2 separate regions of the Zea mays genome follow, and region 1 is linked to region 2. The links are chromatin contacts, called in public Hi-C maps. All regions are on one chromosome and are shown on one strand. Each heading gives the region's core, a stretch centred on a gene start, on an enhancer-like site or on the middle of the called end of the contact. The rest is flanking DNA. Distances are from core to core; before and after follow the strand shown. Region 1 holds the start of LOC100280178. Region 2 has its middle 14 kb from the start of LOC103632803.

Evidence for each region. A called contact is a pair of places that touch in the nucleus more often than the background predicts.
Region 1: a Hi-C map of ear shows a contact between it and region 2, with 4 times the contacts expected there. The contact joins the promoter of LOC100280178 here to the enhancer-like site in region 2. A contact is called at or near these places in 2 of 25 Hi-C or Micro-C datasets (ear and tassel).

What each region holds. Positions count from the first base shown.
Region 1 is chr1:27,254,238-27,257,369 of Zm-B73-REFERENCE-NAM-5.0, reverse strand. It overlaps LOC100280178, which reads left to right and starts at 1,857. Exons shown (of 2, transcript NM_001153110.1): 1 at 1,857-2,692; 2 at 2,773-3,132. The coding sequence starts at 1,858.
Region 2 is chr1:27,078,086-27,081,194 of Zm-B73-REFERENCE-NAM-5.0, reverse strand. No RefSeq gene overlaps it. Among protein-coding and RNA genes, the nearest start is that of LOC103632803, 14 kb to the right of the region's middle. Within about 2 kb of position 1,279, at least 14 of the 20 cell types and tissues checked have an H3K27ac peak or open chromatin away from gene starts, as enhancers often do. A contact at or near this core is called in ear and tassel, where this site is marked.

The DNA of each region.
Region 1 (3,132 bases), core at 608-3,107, 180 kb before region 2:
CTTCCGGGTCTTAGCCCGAGTCCGAGCCCTGGGTCGGGCGGAGTGGAGTTCGCCGTCTTCCGGGTCTTAGCCCGAGTCCGAGCCCTGGGTCGGGCGGAGCGGAGTTCGCCGTCTTCCGGGTCTTAGCCCGAGTCCGAGCCCTGGGGTCGGGCGAAGCGGAGCTTCCTATGGCGCCTTTGGCAAGACCTGACTGCCTGTCAGACTCACTCTGTCGAGTGGCACTGTAGTCGGAGTGGCGCAGGCGGCGCTGTCCTTCTGTCAGACCGGTCAGTGGAGCAGTGAAGTGACGGCGGTCACCTCGGTTCTGCCGGAGGGCGCGCGTCAGGATAAAGGTGTTAGGCCACCTTTGCGTTAAATGCTCCTGCGACTCGGTCAGTCGGTGCGGCGATTTAGTCAGGGTTGCTTCTTAGCGAAGCCAAGGCCTTGGGCGAGCCGGAGATGTGTCCGCCGTAAAAAGGGGGGCCTCGGGCGAGACGGAAGTCCCTCGAGGTCGGCTACCCTTGTCCGAGGCTAGGCTCGGGCGAAGCGTGATCGAGTCACTCGTATGGACTGATTCCTGACTTAATCGCACCCATCAGGCCTTTGCAGCTTTATGCTGATGGGGGTTACCAGCTGAGAATTAGGCGTCTTGAGGGTACCCCTAATTATGGTCCCCGACAGGGGAAAAGAAGATGTTCACTTTAAACATCCTTTCTTACCCATTTTTTCTGATTTCCATCATCCGGGGTGCTTTGTTGAAGTCCATCTACCTGCAATGTGACTTAACTTACCATGGAGTCTGCAAAACAACAGTTAGTCACAATAATCTTATGTTGTCATCAATCACTAAAACTAACCAGGAGCCTAGATGCTTTCAAGAGAGAAGACGAGGACACACAATTGCTGCAGTATTGATGGTGTGACAAGTAGGGAGGGTGACGTCCGAGCCGATGGAGGGGAGCTACACGCGGATCAAAGTCGAGGTAGAAGAGAGAGAAACGAGAGATAAGAGGAAGACGATGAGATGTGGTGCCAAAATATATGACATCAAAATCAGCATCACATGCACCAACCTCGGTATCATACATCATATCTTCGACCTTGACGACGCAGATCTTGACATCAAAGTCCCAATAGGTCACGACAACTATGGCTCCCATGTCATATACCCTGGCTCCATAACTATGACACCAAGGCGTGTAATTTTGGTATCATAGATTATTACGTTGGCTATAGGTTTAAGACTATCTGCACTGAGTTACAGGAGGGCTTTTGGTAACACATGATACATGAGCGGTAGCTTAAAAGATGCCCACAACATTGTACGCAATATGTCACGACACAGTATCCTGTCAAATATAGTGCATGTAAATCGTTCAAATGCTAGTATTGCCCATAGAAAAAAATCATGTGTTATATAGAGAAAAAATATAGCAGTGGGATTGAAATGGGATTGGAATGAATAGATATGTAGTAGTTGATATAGAGGAAATATATAGAGAGAGATATGAGTGTGGATGATTGTAATATAGAGTAATGAATCTTGATGACTAGACTAAAAATATTGAAAAGGTATTAAGTAACATGTGCTGCGGATAGCTTAAAGATCGAATTAGTTACAAGTGGGCAGACATGATTTTTTTAGAAGAATAGCAAAAATAAAAAGAATTCCAGAATAACAGTACTCTTTACTTGGGATCCACATGTTACGGATAGCGCAAACGACCACTCACTCCGAGAGGAGTAACAAACATGCTCAAGAAAGTCAAAACCAGATCTGGAGTTCTGCACCGCACCCTCTCACTCATCGACCCCCGCCGTAGTAGATGGCTAGATGCCAAAATCCCAAATCCCTTGTGAACCTCCTAAACCTAAGCGATGGCGGTGGCGGCATCGCCGTATTTCCTCTTGCTCTTCCTCTTCCATTCATTAGCTGCACTCGCCTCCCTCGCGCCACCGCCTTCTCAGCCACCACCGCCGCGGGTGCCTCAGAAAGTGCAGGTGTGGCCCAAGCCGGTGTCCATCTCGTGGCCGTTGCCGGCATACGCGCCGATCTCCCCGTCGTTCAACATCCGCGCCTCGCCGTCGCACCCGTCGCTCCGTCACGCCATCGCGTACTACACCCGCCTCATCCGCACCGAGCGGTACACGCCGATTATGCCCCCCGTCAACTACACCGTCTCGGGCGTCCCCATCCGCCTGCTCGCGCTCTCCGTCTCCGATCCCGACGTCCCGCTCGGCCCCGGCGTCGACGAGTCCTACACGCTCTCCGTGCCACCCAATTCCAGCTCCGCTGACATCTCTGCCGCCACTCCCTGGGGCATCATCCGCGGTCTCGAGACCTTCTCCCAGCTCGCCTGGAGCAGCGGCGCCGCCGACGCGAGCGGCCAGCCGATCGTCCCCAGCGAGATAGAAATCTCCGACCACCCCCTATTCACCCACCGCGGGATCCTCCTCGACACCGCACGGAACTACTACCCCGTCCGTGACATCCTCCGCACCATCCGCGCCATGGCCTCCAACAAGCTCAATGTATTCCACTGGCACATCACCGACTCCCAGTCCTTCCCCATCGTCCTCCCCTCGGTCCCCAATCTCGCCAACTTCGGCTCCTACTCCCCCGTCATGCGCTACACCGACCAGGACGTCCGCCGCATCGTCCGATACGCCGGGGCCTTTGGCATCCGCGTCATCCCTGAAATCGACATGCCCGGTGAGTGAGAGCTGATTCCAAAGTACTGTACTGGATCCTGCACTTTTCTACGGTTGCAATCTTCAATGCAAAGACTTCAGGGCACACGGGGTCGTGGGCGGGCGCGTACCCGGAGATCGTGACGTGCGCGAACAAGTTCTGGGCGCCGACGGCGAAGCCGGCGCTGGCAGCGGAGCCCTGCACGGGGCAGCTGAACCCGCTGAACCCCAAGACGTACCGCGTGGCGGAGGACGTGCTGCGCGACCTGGCGGCCTTGTTCCCGGACCCGTACCTCCACGCGGGCGCCGACGAGGTGAACACGGCGTGCTGGGAGGACGACCCCGTGGTGCGGGGCTTCCTGGCGGACGGCGGCTCCCACGACCGCCTGCTGGAGCTGTTCGTGAACGCGACGCGGCCGTTCCTAGTCCACGAGCTGAACCGCACGTCGGTGTACTGGGAGG
Region 2 (3,109 bases), core at 30-2,529:
GTTTCACAACTTTTCAAGACCTACAACTTTCATTTTGGTGGTGTTTTGTTCCGTGGCCGTTTGAAAAAAATCAAGTTTTGAATTCAAATATAGTTTTGCATGATCAAATGATTTCAAATTCAAACGTTGTCGACTATAGAGTTTCATAACTTTTCAAGACCTACAACTTTCATTTTGGTGGTTTTTTGTTCAGAGGTCGTTTGAAAAATTCAAATTTTGAATTCGAATATAGTTTTGCATGATCAAATGATTTCAAATCAAAAAAGTTGTCGACTATAGAGTTTCATAACGTTTCAAGACCTACAACTTTCATTTTGGTGGTTTTTCCATCCGAGGTTGTTTGGAAATTTCAAATTTTAAAAATGCAAACATAGTTTTCTTTGACAAGATAACTTCAAATCAAAAAGTTCCATACTACAAGACTCTATAACTTCTCAAGATCTACAAAGTTTATTTTGTTTGTTTGATCATTTACTCATCCAACATGGTGGTTCTAACATTATTCACAAACCTTATACATCGATCTCTCTTGTAGTTTCATAAACTACAAGAGGGGTATGTAAGTGCTTGTGAATAAATTTATTTATACTTTATCATATGAAGAAATGACTAAAATAAAAATTTACATCTTGATGAGCTATAGTACATCTTTGTAGTTAAAACATTTTTCATTTAAAGTAATGTACTGCTTCAAAATATGATTTGAAAATTGTCTTCACCTAGTGTAAAAAGAAAATACTTGGTAAAGAATTTCTTTACCAAATGTAAAAAATAAAACGTTTGGCAAAGAAGCTTGCCAAGTATAAAAAAACATTCAGCAAAAAAAAACTCTTCGTCGAGTTTTCGAAAAAATCGCTCGGCCGTTTTTTTCGAATGCTGAAAAGAAAAACACTCGACCGAGACTTGTTTTGCGGTAGTTGTGGATTCTGCCGGGGGGTCAACATTATTTGAATCGCTGCGTGGCCTGCCTTAAAAGAAGTTCGGTAATCCCTTGAGTGAATAATAGAAAGCGAAAACTATCCAGAACCAACTACCCATAGCAGTTGCTATGGAGAAAAAAAAACGACGGGGTCCTCGTCACACGCGCATCGAGACGCGCTGGACATCCCGCAGTCGTCGCAATAGCCTGTGAGTAGCTAGGAATGTTCCAACCCTGTGAGTAGGATTACTGCACGAGAACACTGTTTCGAGGGTCACACTCACTCGGTACTCGGTAGTATACACACGATAGGTTGAGCTGCTGGTGCTAGCTGCGGGCAGTCCTACCAAACGTAGTCCATGGTCCATGGGGAGGCGATCAGATCGAGTCAGATCCAGACCAATGCAAGGTCCCCCACACGGGTCGCAATACCGCATGCAGCTCGCACTCGCACTTGCACTTGCTCTTGCTCTTGCAGCAGCTAGCAGCGAAACAAAAACCATGAAACTGAATTAGGTTCCTGCATCGCATGCAGGCTGCAGTAGTGCAGTTGCAGCTAGCGCCCTTGCTCTCTCTATCTTTTTTCACGAGGACCACTGGGGCACCGCACAGCATTAGTATAATTTACCGGGGCGGACCACCGCGGAATGTCGGGCGTGGGGGCCCACATGTCCGCACCCCCTACTACGTACCTCCCCTCACCAGCAGCCCTGCCTACTATTCCATGGGAGCGTCGACTAATAGGGTGTAGCCAAGTTCTCGACTTAGCTTGTCATAATGCAAAGCTAAGTAGCTAGCCTGCCTGCTGCTGCGTACTGTAACCGTATAATATATCTGCTTAACCGCTGTCATCAAGCATCAAAGATGCGCAGTGTAATGTAAGCACTAGACAAAGTCGTCCCAAAAGTTCGAGTATTTATATACTTGTGGATTCTAACGCGGGGTCAACCGTGTTTGAATCGCTGCGTGGACGTACGTGCTCCAACTCCAACATACATGCGGGCCGGGGCATGCAAGGATTCGGGCATCATTGACAATTATGCCTGGGCTCTGCTCTTTTTTACGATTGCCAAAAATGGCGGCATCTCGCCCTCTCTCGGCCCCATATGCGTGTGGGTGGGCGTGGGAACCTGCAGTAGTGCAGCTCCCCTCCACAAAGCCCAAAGTCATGACGACACGACCAGCTGCACGACGCCCAAGTGTGCGTACACGTAGTAGTAGCTAGCGCGCGTGGAACACCTCTGGCCCTTGCTTGTCTTGTTCGTTGTTCCTTCTCGCCCCGGCTATAGCGCGCTCCCATGCATGCATGCAGAGGCGTCCATTGGTCCTCAACCGCCGGCAGGGTCGAGTTCACTATGATGAGAGTTGAGAGCCGCCAAGCGCGGCCAACCTCACCATGTGCAGGAGGAGCAAGCACCGCAGTAGTATCTCTGCTGGGACTAGCCGCTAGTACGTAGTAGTAGGTCAGATTCAAAATTTTGAAACAAAAAAAAACAGCATGTGCTGTCTGCAGGTACCTACCTACAAGTGCTCGTCGTACGTACGTGCGTGAAAGTCCACGGTGCAAGCGATGAGCGCCGACGACCGGCACCAAACATGCATAATGCATGGTTGGTCGCCCTGGCCGTTGGATCGACACCTGTTTACTTGCACCTTTTTCATGCAGGCTCATCCGAATTCAAACACTACTATAGTCCACCAGTGACGCGCACAGGCACAGCACGTACACAACAAGACATAGATGCGGACTTTTGGCGTACGAACGTACGTGTGGTGTTCTTTTTCGTTATTGGGTTCTCAGTCACTAGTAGTGGTGACACAAGTCACTCCGAGTCCCATCACTTCATCAGACACGACGATCTGTGCCACTCCACTAGCCCAACAGCATGATTACGGCGGGCCGCCGGCTCGCTGCGTGGACGAGCGAGTGCGACGACGACGAAACCAATCATGCCACTAATCTTTGCCCGCGCGCGCGCGCGCTTCTTGTCCGTCGTCCACGTCTCCCCTCAGCGCTCAGTCAGATGAGCTGTACGCATGTACTAGCACTGTAGCCACACCACACGGCCCAAGGGTCCCGGTGCCCCCGGCTGTAGCCTGTAGGTGTAGCCACACAGTCGACGACGGACGGACGTGATCGAGGGCCGGACAAGGCGGTTGGCGTTAAGGATGTAAATGGTCGGTAAAATT